Linked DNA regions of Mus musculus: all the other regions are linked to region 1. The links are chromatin contacts, called in public HiChIP or PLAC-seq and promoter capture Hi-C maps. All regions are on one chromosome and are shown on one strand. The core of a region is the stretch at or near the end of the contact, and the rest is flanking DNA. Distances in the headings are between cores, read along the strand shown. Region 1 holds the start of Arhgap25 (Rho GTPase activating protein 25). Region 2 holds the start of 2610306M01Rik (RIKEN cDNA 2610306M01 gene). Region 3 holds the start of Rpn1 (ribophorin I).

Region 1 (5,052 bases), core at 1,646-4,145:
CCTTCCTTCCTTCCTTCCTTCCTTCCTTCCTTCCTTCCTCCCTCCCTCCCTCCCTCCCTCCTTCCTTCCTTCCCTCCTTCCTCTCTTTCTTTTTTCTTTCCTTTCTTTTGTGACAGTCTCTGACTCTTGATGTACAGGCTGCTCTTAAACTCTGCCCACCTCAGCCTCAGCGCGAAGCACCACAGCCGGTCCTTTTTGAAATCTTTCCATCTCTCTGACACATTTGTCAAGTCAGAGTGTGGCAGCCGCTGCTTCAGGACACCTTCCCTCTCTCTCCGGTCCCACTCATGCCCCTCCCACAGGGACTCTCACAGCTCCCATTCTTCCTCAGCACATATCCTGTTATATTTAGCCGGTCACTGAATTGGGCTCCTCCTTCCTATTGGTTGCATCTGGGAGGTGAGAAGAGAGAAAGGAAGGAGAGAGATTGAAATCAAGTTGCTCGCTCATGAACTTTCCTCCAGCAAAACGTTGACGTCTTAATAAATGGTCAGGATAAATAAGCAAACACATGGATGTTTTCTTTCCTTAATGCTGATGTTAACTCAGTCTTTACTATCAGACATCCAGTTCTTCATCTTCTAAAGGTCAGAGATGTGCCGAAGTAGCCACAGCAAGTTTCTACTCCCCCTCAGGAGTAACGTTGACTCCCACTGACCCCCACTCAGGATCTGATAGCCAGCACCAGACTCTGTGGGCGGCTTCGAGCAGCCTTGCCATAGCTGCTGCTGAGTTTGCTGACTGACTTTCTGAGTGTGCACACCAACTTCCCCTCGGGTCATATGTTTTTCCGAGACTCACAGGAACTCACCCCCAAAGAGTCCAGGAAGTTCCCTATGTGTCTCTAAATGCCACCTTCAGAATGTCGTCAGAATTCCTAACTTAAAGGTCCAGGACTGAAGCTCCACATGGAGCTGCTACTAGGATGGTGCTCAGGGGGGCTATCAGATAGGGAACAGTGTGCTGGGCCAGGCAGGAAGTACTGTAGATCACAGACTCCAAAGTCCCCAAGAGCCTGAGCCAAAGTTAAGGAATCCAGCACCCCTGTGGCACCGGGTGGCAGCTGGGTAAGCTAGGCAGTCCCTTTTCTCTCATTGCTGTGTGTACTTCCTGTCTCTGTGTTGGTGTGCTTGCTCATGTGACTCATGTTGGCCAATGAAACATAAGCAGAGAAGATGAGCACAGAGGCTTGGGATATATTTATTGTTCATGTGGTCCTTTAGTTCTCAGTGAGAAGGACACGCCCTGGGTCAGCACACTCAGGCCCCAGGTGTTCACATTAGTCTGTGATGCCTCTTAGAGATGAAAGCAACGATGTACATAACTTGGAACTCAAAAGTGGTCTAGTCTGGAAACATCCATACATTATATATGTGGGCCATTATCTATGTGGTGTAACTAAAGTCTTAGGGCAGCCATGATCATCAAGATGATAAAGATGTATCTTTACACCCACTGTAAGCCCAACTTACAGTGAGAGAAAGGATAAAGAGAGAAACCGGACATAGAGTACCAGGAAAAGAGGCAGAAAACCAGTCTGGTTCACAGAGTTCTACAAATTGGCAGCGGCCACCTCTGTCCATTGCTGATAAGGCTGAGAGGTGAGGATGGAGACCTGGTTCAGTGACAGGAAAGCTGTTGGTGTCTTGAGAAGCCACTCTATGGGGTCCTGGGGGCAAAAGCCTCAATGGGAGAAATCCAGGAAGGAAAAAGAGGAGCGATCACAGTAAGTCCAACAGTCCTTAATTTAAAAAAAAAATTCTCAGAAATAGTCTATAGCCAAAGGAGGAAGTAGTGTCAAGAGAGATTTTTTTTGATATGAAAAACATTGTAGTGCTAATATTGATTGGAAAGATCCAAGAGAAAATAGAAAGAGGAGATGGAGCTGAGCTGGGGAGAGGTGAGGTGGTCCATGCAGCAGGTAACGGGAAGGTGGGTCACCTGTCCATAGCCCGTGGGAGGTGTTGAAAAGCAGTTATCCAGGAGAACTGAGGTAGATGGCCCAGGCCCCAGGCATGTGCGGTGTGCTTGGTGATTACATGGAAGGCTTGGAGCCTGCAGAAACCTCATAGCAGCCCTGCAAAATCAGTCTGTTAAGTGCTACACTTACAGATGAGGGAATCAAAACAGAAAATAATGGTTCAAGAGCCACATCCAAAGTCAACCGGCCTGAGAATTTGAACACAGCAGTCTGGTTCGAGGACCTATCAGCTCAACCGCTAGCTCAAGGTGACCTATTTGAAGATGTAAAAGTCTGCCACAGACTGGGCTAGATAGAATGAAGGTCAAATAAGTGCTTGTGGGGTATTGGCTGTGTGTCAAGAGTCTGTCCCACCAGCTTCTGCAACGACTCCTTACCCCACAGTTGTTAAGGATCCTGTTTCTCTGAAGAAGTCGTGGAGGCCCAGGAAGAGTCTGTTAAAAGGGGAGGAAAACTGAATTTTTTTACACATGGTGGTCTGGTTGTAAACGCCACAGCATACACAAGGGGGGAGAAGCAGTGACCCTTTGTGTGGCTCTGCCTGGCTGGAATCAAAGTACCTGCTGGAAACCTTCTACCCAAGCAGGTGTGAACTATGTGGTCCTTTCACGGCAGGAATTTTTAAAGATGCTGCCCATTCTTGGGCAGAATGCTGGCTGCCTGCCTGGCCTCTTTTAGCCGCCAAAATCTGGAGTCAAGGAGGCGAACACAGGAGTCCAGGCACATGGCGAGAGCCTTGGGAGTCTCTTTCCATTTAATTAAAACCACAGTCTTATAACACAAACATGCACTAGCTTTACAAAGATTTCTAAATAACATCTTCTGAAGACAGTGTGCTCATAACGCTACAACACTGAACAGCCAGCCACTTCCTCAAAACGCAAGGAAGCAGACAGTTAAGAAAAAAAAAAGCAGTTGTTTATCACAACTTCACTTCAGTAAGGCCTGAGATTCTGCCCAGCAGGGCTCTGCTTCCCAAGAGGCAGTGTCAACTGGGACATTTCTGGTAAATCTGAACGCAAAGCAGGGTGCCAGCCCCTGGGGGACTGTGGGTGGGACTTGGGGAGTTTGGGTGCCATCCCCGAGTGACAGATGGATGGACGGTTCATGAGAGAGAAAGGAGGAGACACGTGGGCAGATCGGTCTGGAGCGTAAGAGTGCCTGCAAAGCAAGCAACAGGCAGAGAAGGCAGAGGAACCGAAGTGAAGATCAGAGAAACAAGAAGGGCACAGCCTGTGACACACTGTGAGCCACTTGACCAGCTACTCACCCACCTCGGAAGCAAAATGTCTCTCAAGCTGCCAAGGAACTGGGATTTCAATTTGAAAGCGGAGGCTTCAAAAATAGGTAAGGTCGGGGTCCAGGTATTTCCTCGGGGTTCTTATGCGTGAGCACCCACTATTTGCATTCTGAGTTGTGGGAGCTCAGTCGGCCAAAGCACACCACACAACAACACTGAGCTTGGCAGAAATGTGCATTCGGGTGGACGAGTCCTGAGAAGTTCTAGTGTGCTGGGGTTGGGGGGGTTCTCTTCTCTCTGGGGGTGGACTATGTGGGTCAAGGGAACTTGGATGGTTTCGGCTGTGCATTGGACACAAAACTGAGATTTTGTTTCTGTCATTGGAAAGTCGGTTCTTTCTGGCATGGCACGTCGTCTAACTGTTGAATGGCTTTCAGTAAGAGGACAGAGACTCGAGTATTTTGAAGTGATTCATCTGTGGATGAATTCAAGGGAGTGTCACATTTTTTGTGAACCCAGAGGCCAATGAGGGACTACCTATAGTTAAAAGTAGACAAGGAGAACAGGGTGAGAGAATAGAGGCTTTTGAAGTATAATAACACTATTCTAAGGAACAGAACGTGGGAGAACGCAGGAGAGTTGGGAAAGATAGACTTTAGTTAGTTATGAAGGATAATTCGAGGTGTTCATATCATTTTCCTCTAACAATGGTGATATATATTCGTCAAATCTATTGTTTGCTATTATATAGATGTCTTGTTTTCTTGCCACCCCCTGCACCATGAATTCTCGCTCTGTAGCTCTAGTTGGCCTGAAACTTGCTATGGAAACTTAGATTCACAGAGTTACTTTAGTGCTCAGATTATCGGCATGGCCTGAATACCTGATATTTCTTCTGTTATTAAACTTTAGTTTTAAATTGATCATAGTCAGATGAAGCACACACACACACACACACACACACACACACACACACACACACACACATACACAGAGACACACACACACACGACTATCTACTCAGTGAGATAAATTTCTTGATTTTAGGCTTTACAGTGTTGAGGTATTTGCAAACAGCATGGAAGGATTTTGCTTAGAAGAAAGTTTTGGCCAGATGGTTCATGGTGGTTGGTGTGTTAAAATAAGTAGTTCACTAAAAGCTCACAGATAGGAAGCAGGTCAGAAAAGGGCTTTGAAATGAAACTGAAAGTAACCAGAGAAGCCATTTATTTTGGTGATCAGGAGCCCACATTTCCAAACAGAGCTGGAACTGTGTGCCAAAGCCAGCTCCAAGATGTGACACAGGGAAGAAAGAGCCTTCTCTCCTGCCCATACAAACATACTCTCACTAAGTCACTCAGATTAATTTTAAGGTAGAATATCTGTCCCTCTGCTCCTTGGTAAGTGTCCCACCTCCCCACTGTGAAGGCATTCCGCTCTCTCACCTTCCATATTTCAGCTAAAGATGGGACACTTGGGAAAATAAATGTTAGATTTTTTTCAGCAGTATAGAAAATCACCTCATTGGATTCTCAGGCCTAGGATTAGACTGAGTGTAGTTCCATAATCTCTTCGAGCAGTTCTTACAGGTGTCCCCCTGGGTCGCTTACTGTAGAACACCCTTTACTCCTGGAAACACAGAGTCTCAGAGTCCACCCCAACTGTGAAGTCAGGCTCTCAAGAGGGTCCCGCCATCCTGCCTTTTAATGAGCATCTCTATCTGATGAGCTGTCAGTTCCCTGAGCTAAGCGCAGCAGGGCTCCGTCACTGTGCAAGTGGCGCAGCTCCTAGCGCCTGGACCCACTGGGCAAACAATGTTTGAAGTCTGATC
Region 2 (5,052 bases), core at 1,402-3,901, 680 kb after region 1:
TATCTCTTCAAACAGCTCTGAAATGCTAACATCTAGTTAAACATCATGTCCCCAGAGCCTAGCACAGAACTGGCCACATCACAAGCACTCTGTGACTGTTGGCTGAATGAATAAACGAATGAATCAACAGATCCAAGCCCAAAGTTCTACTTTTTAAAATATCAGAATGCACAATGTGCAGCTCTCAGGATGAATTCCAGGGAAGCCTAGAAAACAAAGGCTGATTCTGTGTTTTCTCTTTCCCACCACTCTTCCAGACTCAGAGAATAAGCAAAGCTTAGGGCAACACGTGATGAGAAAACATCCTAGCTGAAAAAAATGTTCCTGGGCTCTGAGGCCATCCTCCTGATCTCATCTCCTTCCTCATTCTCTCTCTCTCTCACCCCCCTCTCCCTCCCCACCCCCCACTGTAGTCAAGGACTTTGGCTACAGGATAAGAGTCAGCTCAGATTCCAAGGTACAGATCTGGCAGCAGACATAGCAGCATCTCCCACCCTGCACCAGAATCCTCAAGGAAAGGTTCAGAAAGGATTGTAACTCAGGCCCAGATTAAGTCCAGTCGGAACAATACTAAGAATGGAAAATAAAAAATAAAAAAAGCAGCAGTAATTTACAAGGAAATTATCAGATATCTCTTCAAAATTGTGCTTTTTAAGTATAGGCTTCAATGTATCCTCAGAAACTGGGCCTTGCCAAATCCAGTACTTACACAAACTAAGTCTAACACAGCTTTGGCCTCTTCCCACCCACCCGTCCACCACCCTACAAGACTCACCATGACAGGCAGTTCCTAGGCCCAGGTAGAGGTCCTTCCTTCAACCTCAGCTTGCAAAAGCCTCCTTTTCGAAGGGGCTGCTTAGCTCTCATTCCTCCTTCCCTCGCTGATAGACTAGCCTCTACCACCATGCTGCCTTCACTGAGGCCTCCCCCAGACCCAAGCCTTGGCAGGCTGTAACGCAACCTACAGCAGACTGGTCCTATCCAATTAGTTTAAATTGCTTCATGCCAAGGAAATTGCTGCTTTTATTAAAAATAAAAGCACAGTAAGCAGGCAATGAGCTGTGAAAAGTATCAGTCTGGCATAATTACGAAGGTCGAGGTTAAGGTTACCCAAGAAACACTCAAGATTTTCCCTAAAGCCTGGGGCAGAAAAATATGTATCTGCAGGAGCACAGATAGACCAACGAGCACACACCGAGAGAAACCACACAGCATCCTCTCCAACTGAGAGAACACTAAACCAGAGCCAATCCTAAGTCATTCTTAATAGAAACTAAAAGGAGAAAAGAGGCCTAGGCGTCTGAGTTCAAAACCATCTCATTCGCTTATGATTTTATCTTAGCCACATCCTGGGGACCTCACTGCAGTTGGGTAAAGAAACAAACCTAACCAAAACACCAAAAAATGCATTCCTGTCCCCAGAGAAATCCTCTTTGGCTACCTACTTAAAGAAATAGGAAAGTTAGGTGGGAGAAGCCCCCCTCTCCTTTAAGATCTCTCCCCATCCCCACCCTTCAGCCTCCGCATCAGAATTTAAAGTTTCAGGGAAATGGCAAGACCACCACCCTGCATTTCACTTATACTTCACACATAGGATCCGAATAATTCGGTCAAAGGAAGAGATTTCTCCACGCGCTCCCCCCACCCACCCAAATGAAAGGCCACTGAGGTAAACTATTTGGGCAATACTGCCCCCCCAAGCCCTGTCAATTCCCAGTCTGAGTTTTAATTCTCTCAAGGACAATGACTCGCAAGGAAAGTGCAGAGGGGGAAGGGAGGGTCAGTTGGTCAAAACCCATTCATACAACTAGAAACCAGAGTCTTGCCACATCAGCACACGAGATTAATTCACCGCGCACTGGCTTCCCAACATACCTTCCGCCAACACCTCGTCCACGGTGACCTGCTGCCTCCCGATGCCGAAGACCCTTCCGATGTAACCACTGCCCAGGCCTGAGCTGCTGCCCCCTCCTCCGCTGGAGCCTGAACCCAGGCCAGAGCTCCCCTGCTCCCGCCTGGAGTCGAAAAACTTCTTCATCTTTCCAATATGAAATGCCAAGGCAAAATGCCGATGGTTTCTAGGTTCGTATTTGTTGTAAAGAAAAGAGATCTAAGGATTTCTTCTCCGGTTTCAGCCCTGAGCAGAGCCCCGGGAATCCGGCCGTGGGGTGGGGGCTGAGGGACGGCGCCTGCAGGAATAGACTGTCAATCGCGCGGCGGGTCCCCTCCTCCTCGGGGAGCGATCGTTTAAGTTTAAACCTGCGATGACAGAGGCAGAGAGAGGATGAATCAGTAACACACTCCAGAGCCTAACTGCCGGGTCCTAGGGAAAGCACAGGCCGTCATCCAGAGGAAACGCTGCGTGCATTTTCTTCGGGAAAGCCCTGGAAACGCACCGGACCCCTGCCCGGACCCCCGCCCCGGGCCCCGGACACCCACTAGCGGCCGCTCGGCGGCGAGCCCAGCTACCAGCCCCGCGACATGGCCACGGCCGCCGGCCTGCGACACGAAGGAGGCGGCGCTGCCGCAGAGCCGGGGCCGCTTCGGCGCCCGCCCGCCCGCCAGCTGATCCCCGAGCGCCGCGCTGAGGCCGCCCCTCCCCCGCGCGCGCGCCCGTCGGCTCCGACCACCCACCCGGAAGTGACCTGCCACCGGAAGTGCTTCTCAGGGCCGCACAGCCCCTTCTCAGGGGCCGTCTCAGGTGCACCAGCTATAGCTACAGAGCGAAAGAAACCGATGGCAAGAAGGGAACCAGAGCAGTGGAACTCGGGACAGAGACACTTGGAAGAGAGCGTTGCCGTAGTCCTGCCGCTGAGCACCCTGGGAAGAGTAGTTCGGGGTAATCTGGCATCTGGACTACAATTCCCAAGATGCCCCGGGAGCGAGCGCACCTTCGGACGCCGTCTCCAGGGACTGGAGATGATAGTGGAGTGGTGCAGAAGTGAGGCTTCGGGTATTTAAGTACATCTGCTAAAGTCACCAGAGACTAGTTTTCCAGCTGCACGTCCCACTCTCTGTAGCCATTTTATCTATGGCTTGGCCTCATGGACAGAGGCACTCTGGGAATTGTGGTTTCACAGGAGTCCGGACTGACACCTGAAGGACGCGGTTTAGCTGCCTCGCCCCAGTTGGGTTTGGGAGTTCCCCGACGTCATGGGAGCGGAGGTACTGAAGGCTTGGGGGCTGGGGAGAAGTGGGTATGATGCCAGCAGGGAGCCGAGCGGAATCTCGGTGCTGAAGGAAACAAAGCAGGTGTCTTCCGGTCCCCGACCACGATGAGAACTGAGAAGCCTGAGGGTCGAAGAAGGAACTGCGGGAGATCCAGTACACGGAGCATCTAGGGACCAGGCTACATCCATCCTTGGGCTCCACCCCAAACCATGGCCCTCTGCCGACCCAGATTTGCCTGGTCCTTACCAGATATATTCACGCCTTTAAAGGGAACTTTAGACACACCTACTGCTTTCTCTTCAGAATCTTTCGCAAGAAGATGCTGTGTTTACTAAGGATCGCTTGGGTGCGGATAGAGTACAGGGCTGTGTGATTGGCACCTGTCAAATGCTAAGGATTTGGAAAGGAATTGAGATCTCTCCTCCTAGATTGCTTCACAGAAGATGTTGTTGTCGTGCCAAATCCCTGCCTCCCCTGCCCTCTCCCCCAAGAAATACATGGTTTTTTCTCTTTTTTGAGTATAGGTTATTTTTCCACCAGCTCCCCACACTTCTTAAAGATGCAACTACCCTCTTGCAGTTCATCCCAGAATTTCTACTTCAGGCACTTGAGGAAGATCTAGAAGGGGGCCCCCAGGAAATAAAAAAAGATGGGTCTTGCTGGGCAGTGGTGGCTCACGTCTTTAATCCCAGCACTTGGGAGGCAGAAGCAGGCAGATTTCTGATTTCGAGGACAACCTGGGTTACAGAATGAGTTCCAGGGCAGCCAGGGCTATGCAGAGAAACCCTGTCTTGAAAAATAGAACAAAAAAAGATGGCTCTTGGTTAATCTGAATATTGAGTCCGGCTGTGCTGGCGGTGGCTATTGCGGTTTCTTATTTCATGTGGTACCATAGTCATATAACTCTCCGGAGAGAGATAGCATCTTAACTTCCGGAGAGAGCCAGTATTGCCACCTCAGTTCACACAATCCTACAGCCACCTTAAGGGTGAGACTCAGCACCTGCGGAACATCTTCCTAACTCAGCCCAGGGTGTGTTCTCCTCGCCTTCCTTAAAAGGCTTGATTTCTGTTACAGAAGCTTAGTGTGTGTCTTAAAATAGATGGGAAATCTTAGTGGGCTTACAGCCCCTCATCTTTCTCAGCACCATTAATTTTGACCGACCTTTAAAGAGTCTGTTAGTCTGTCCATCGAGCCCTGGTGCCTTATCGGGTTTTAATTTTCTCCACTCTCCTGGTACAGACCAGGTTTGCTCAAATCTCAAGCCTCACTTCAGACAGTCAAGGTTTTCCAGAAGGAGTAAGGCAGCCTACTCCCACTGAGTAACATGCTTTTAGTAGGCACTCAGCCTGAGTGAAAGACCACTGTTTAACAGAAGGGGACTGCAGCAATCATTCCTATACATTGATTGACTGGTGTGTATGCGCGAGTGGGGTGGGGGTGGGGGGATGAAAATGGCTGTCATACTTTGTAACTTGCCTGGCCTGGAACTCTCTTTGTAAATCAGGCTGCCTCAAACTCATAGGAACCTGCCTGCCTCTGCCTCCCAAATGCTGGAACACACTGGTTGGTTGGTTGGTTTGTTTTTAAAGTATAGCTTGATCACAATCTGACAGAAATAACTAAGTGACTAATAGGAGACTAAATCTATTGTTTTCATCCTTTCAAGGACTAATATTAATAGCAATTATTACTCAGGTTTTCTAGTTTTGTATATATTATATTATTTAATCCTCACTGTCACCTATGAAACAGAGTACTTTTTTGGGGGGGGGGTTGGTTTTTTTCTTTTTTTTTTTTTTTTTTTTTTTTTCTTTTTTTGGTTTAGGGAGTCTCTGTATATCCCTGGCTATCTGTCCTGGAACTCACTTTGTAGACCAG
Region 3 (5,052 bases), core at 1,560-4,059, 550 kb before region 1:
CTATGGCACACTCCTGTATTATCTAGCCTTCACTGCCACCAGCCATGTAACCAGGTTAACTCCAAAGGGTTGCTGAGGCTTCCTGAGGGGTTATCTGGAGTGACAGACTGTGTGCAGTCTGTGGAAAACATACATGTATTCTACTGACCCTTGGCTAGCCTAACCTAATGCCCACCAAAATGAAACAAAACAAAAAACTATTTCCTAGGACTGAAGCAATAATTCCCAACAGAGAACATAACACTACAAAGAATAATTGTATGTGTTGTTCTCAGACCTGCACTCAAAGCCTGGTGCAGCTCAGCATGTGCTTTACCACTGCTCCACACCCCAACCCCACAGGAAATTGATTTCTTTTGAGACAGGGCCCCAAGTAGCACAAGCTAGCCTCACACTCCCTTTAGGATGACCTTAAACTATTGATCCTCCTGCCAACTGCTGGAATTGTATAGGCAACTATCACTATATCCCAACTCCAAGAACACTTTTTAAAATATTATCTTTACTATTTCAGTATCTTAATATTTAGACATATTAAGACAGCTACAGTGTATTTATGTATAGTAATAAATCTTTGGACTGGGGCAAGCAGGAACTGAGCAAGCAGAGTTGACAGCTACAATGTCCTTACATATAATAAATAAATAAATCTTAAAAAAAAAATGCATTACTTAGTAAAAGGTCAGAAAGCTAGGCATGGTGGTACACAGCTGTAGTCCCAGTACATGGGACAGACAGCCAAGATGATCAGCAGTCAAGGTCATTTTTAGCTATCAGCATTCTGGAGGCTGGGACAGGAGGATTCTAGGTTCCAAAACAGTCCAGGGACAACACAGCAACACCCTGTCTCAAACAGTGTAAGAGAAAAGGATGGTTCAAACTACATAATCCTACTGTCCTGCTAGCTCCTTAAAGGTTCCTGTACTCCGTCCACCTCGCCTAAGTTTCCAAGGCAATGTGTGCCCTTTCTTATCCTCTTTATCACCCAGTTGCTTCTCACCTAGGTAAGGAGTATAAACTCGTCTTCCTCCAGAGTTAACACAAGTTACTGTAAGTCAGTAACATGACTGCAGAGCTGAAACACAAGTCCTAATTTCATGTCAAGGCCAGAAAGCAAGGTAGCAATAATGCAAATACACCCAAGGGTATGGGACAAGTCAGACCTTCATTTGGGGGAGGGGGGTTAATAAGCTCCAAAGCCAGATACTTCCACAGTCATGTAAGAATTCCTATGCCTCAAAAGGTTGCTATAGGGTGGGGAATGTTCTTAAAATACCTGCCACAGCCTTTTCTTTTCCTAATTTTTCTTTTAATGTACATGGGTGTTTTGCTTGCAAGTGGGTCTGTGCACCCTGAAACTGGAGTTACCGATGGCTGTGGAATTGAACTTGGATGCTCTGAGCCATGTAGAGGGACCCAACTTGTATGCAATTCCCACCAGGACAGCAGCAGGGTGGTAAGCCTCTGCTGTGATCTGATTATACTATGACTTCATTAAGTCATGACTGATTTTCACAAAACAGGACTGAGCATCCAATGAAGTCATGAATGTCTTTCCAGAAATATTTGAGGAAAGCCATGCTGAGCATGAACAAGGCTTCAATGTAAAGGGGACAGGAGTCACTTCAGTGACTATTATAAGTCCAGCTTTATAGCTCCATACAGTTAAAAAGAATGTGGTGTGCTTAGTCTCCTAGTAAATTGGGTAATCACTTAATGAATATAGTTAATGAGAACAGTAATAAAAATTAACCTGTGTGGATATTCCCTCTATTCCCAAAGCCAGCGATTTCTTTCCTTGAAAGGTATAAAAGTGTATTCAATGAAAAGTACAGAAGGCTAAATGCTGAAGTGTTCCAATGAGAGACGGTGGGGAGGAACAGACCTGGGCTTCACCTTTCTGTACAGCATAAGGGGCTGACTCTTCAATTAGTCTGAACATTAAGAAAGCGTTAAGCAGCAGCTTTCAGAGGAGTGTTACATTAACCGGGTGCGAGGAATGACAAACTTTAATACCAGAAACCTGCTGTATTTCTGAACGCTGCTGTCTGGAGAGAACAGACTACACCAGTCAATTGCATTCAGGAAATAAATTGTCTTAACTCACTGATAGTCCTCCACTAGACGAGCAAGTCCAGGGGACAGAAAAGAAGCTGGGTACCCGAAGTACCGCACCCGGCCACAGCCAAGATCCTCTTGGGGTGCGGAAGGAGGTCGCCAGGGGACCAAGGGGTCGCCTTGGGCTCCAGAGCAGCCACGTGGGCGGTGCCCCACGCTCGGAAGCTTGTGCTGACGTGTCCGAGAGGACACGCGGACAAGAGAGACGGCGGACCCCAACCTCTCCGCTGTCCCCCTCCAACACCTGCCTTTCAGACAACCAGACACCTGGAGGATCCCTAACGCCCTCAACCTCCCCGCCCCTCCCCAGGGATCCCCGATCGCCTCAGGCATCCCGCGTGAGGTTCGCCGGCTCCTCCCTCCGCTCACCTGCACGCCTAGGTGCGCAAGCCGCGACTCCAGTTCTGGCTCCAGGGCCAGAACGAAAGAGCTGGCTCGTGATGTGGAGCCGCCGCCCGGGTGTACCAGGACCACCTCAGCCGTCACCTTGGCTAGGTGGCTGCTCAGGTCCACCGTGCGCTTCACGTCCTCGTTGACCAGCGGCGGAGCCTCCGAGGAGGCGCTGCCGGGCGTCGGGGCCAAGGCCCCGAGACATAGCAGCAGCAGCAACAGCAAGGCGACCGGCGACTCCATGACCGCGAGCTGAGCGCCACCGACACGCGCCCCGCCCCCCCGCCACGGCGCAACCGCTGATTGGCCAACAGCACCACAAGATGGCTGGGCCCGGTCAGAAAGGACCCCGTCTCCAGGGCAACCGGGCGATCGTGGGGCGCCTGATTGAAAATCTTAAAGTGCAGGCGTACTTCTTGGGGCGCTTAATAGCCGTATTCACCCCTGATTTCCTTATATCCTGTCTGTTTCCTTCATGCTTATGCAAAATAACTCTGGCCTCTCAGCTCAAAAACAGTATACTATAGCTTAGTCTAAGGAACTAACTTTGCCTTCTCTATAGTGATACGAATGCTAAGTGGGCAAAAGTTTAAAGGAAAATGGGAAATTTCCAGAAACTCAAGTCTCTCCTCTAATATTTAGTTCAACCATTAATGTGAGTGATGGCAGAAACCTTAAGCAACTAACCAAGGTTGATGATATTAACCTCAGATACCTGTTGACATTTATCACAGTTGTAGGAGTCCAAGGCGAAGTCACTGGCAGGACTAGCTGTCTGGTGAGGGCTGCTATTTACTACCAAGGTGGCACTTTGACATTGCATGCCTTCTAAGGAAGGCATTGCATATCGTCATATGACAGAAAGGCAGGAAAGGGTCTCTCTGAGGCAAGCCCTTTTACAAAGGCATCTTGCAGATGGATTCCTCTAGTGCTATCATCTCCCAAAGTCACACTGAAGAATTAATGACCAAAAACAATGAACTTCAAGTGAGCAGAGAAACTGTAGTCAGTGTACTGATACACCTGACAAGAAAGCCAGCTTAGTGACGAAAACATCCAATGGCATTTTTTGGGCCTTGAAACCATATATATATATATATATATATATATATATATATATACATATATACATATATATATGTATGTATATATGTATATATATATATATGAAAAAATCTACAGATAAAACTTTGCTCCCCTAAAGTTCCCTTTTTTCAACCCTATAAAATCTCCAAGCCCCCTGCACAATGGTTGTGTACAGTCTCCACTCCCCAAATGAGAATGCGTCCCAATGTTGTTGCTTGAAGGATGTAATTCGAAGGTAAATTTTGGGAGGAGATGGAAATATTCAAACATTGATACCAGCCAATGAGAAGAGAGAATGGAGGGCTGGCCATGCTCCTCCCTACAAAGCAGAAGTCAGGAAATTAGCACCTGCAGGCCAACAATCTATCTGTGTCTATAAAGTTTTATTGGAACATAGCTACGTTCATTTGTCCGTAGCTTATGATTGCTTTCACAGTACAACAGTAACAGTAGTGTAGTTGCAAACCAGACTATATGGCCCAGAAAACAAAACTACTTACTGTTTGCACGCGAGTACATACATTATGTATGCAGAGACAGCTTAGTGGTTAGGAGGATTTGCTGCTCTCTCAAAGGACTTGAATTCTTCCGGTTCCCAGGCTCACAACTGCCTGTCAGGCAAGGATCTGATGCCCTCTAACCTCCACAAACATCCATACACAGATGTTCTTCCTTCTGTTCCTCTCTGTCTCTGTCTTTATCTGTCTCTCTGTATCTCTTTCTCTCTCACATACACACACATAAATATAAATTTAAAAATAAATCTTTTTTTAATGCTATCTGGTTGTAGTAGTGGTACATGCCTGTAATGCTTCAGTATTTAGGAGGCTAAGGAAAGAATAAAGAATAAAGAACATAAAATACTTTGCCTTAATGTAACAACAACAATAGAAAGTCTGACCACACTATTAACACATTCACCAGGGCAAAGCTCTGCAGAGGATAGCAGGGGCAATATAGTAGCCATTTAAAATAACACTCCAACATCAGAGACAATTTTTCTTCAACTCTTCCAAAATTAAAAATTATAGAGTTAGGTGACTGGAAAGGAGGCTTAGCAGTTAAGTCCTCTCTTGGATACTCTAGTAGAGGACCAGGGTTCAATTCCCAGGACCTGCATGGCTTCTCACAACACTAAGTCTGGTTCCAGTGGATCTAAAACTGCCTTCTGTACTCCACTCACACTTCAAGGATGTGGTGCATGGACACTTATGCAGGCAGAACACTCAGACACATAAAATAAATAGATGTTTAAAAATAACAAAGTCATTATTGAGAGTGTTAAGAGGGTAACTAGGGAGATAGCTCAGCCAGTAAAATTCTTGCCACTTAAGCACGAAAATCTGAGTTTGATCCCCAGAACTCATGGAAAAAAAAAAAAAGCCAAGGACAGTGATGCAGCCTTGCAATCCCAGCACTGGGGAGGTAGACACGGGGAGTTTGCTCTCCAGCCTAGCC

The links. HiChIP or PLAC-seq counts read pairs in DNA pulled down with a chosen protein or histone mark. Capture Hi-C pulls out chosen DNA fragments and counts their contacts.
Region 2: a promoter capture Hi-C map of liver shows a contact between it and region 1, with 2.9 times the contacts expected there. The contact joins the promoter of 2610306M01Rik here to the promoter of Arhgap25 in region 1. A contact is called at or near these places in 1 of 39 promoter capture datasets (pre-B cells), 2 of 484 Hi-C or Micro-C datasets (memory CD8 T cells and natural killer cells), 2 of 115 datasets of contacts at active chromatin or transcription factors (the SCID.adh cell line and memory CD8 T cells) and 1 of 9 other capture datasets (liver).
Region 3: an H3K4me3 HiChIP or PLAC-seq map of bone marrow-derived macrophages shows a contact between it and region 1, with 2.8 times the contacts expected there. The contact joins the promoter of Rpn1 here to the promoter of Arhgap25 in region 1. A contact is called at or near these places in 1 of 39 promoter capture datasets (pre-B cells), 2 of 115 datasets of contacts at active chromatin or transcription factors (bone marrow-derived macrophages and memory CD8 T cells) and 1 of 9 other capture datasets (pancreatic islet).

What each region holds. Positions count from the first base shown.
Region 1 is chr6:87,531,102-87,536,153 of GRCm38.p6, reverse strand. It overlaps Arhgap25 (Rho GTPase activating protein 25), which reads left to right and starts at 2,895. Exons shown (of 11, transcript NM_001037727.2): 1 at 2,895-3,328. The coding sequence starts at 3,268.
Region 2 is chr6:86,847,039-86,852,090 of GRCm38.p6, reverse strand. It overlaps 2610306M01Rik (RIKEN cDNA 2610306M01 gene), which reads left to right and starts at 2,651. Exons shown (of 1, transcript NR_028298.1): 1 at 2,651-3,684. Aak1 (AP2 associated kinase 1) reads right to left here and starts at 2,586. Exons shown (of 16, transcript NM_001378654.1): 1 at 1,876-2,586. The coding sequence starts at 2,038.
Region 3 is chr6:88,082,230-88,087,281 of GRCm38.p6, reverse strand. Rpn1 (ribophorin I) reads right to left here and starts at 2,809. Exons shown (of 10, transcript NM_133933.4): 1 at 2,488-2,809. The coding sequence starts at 2,751.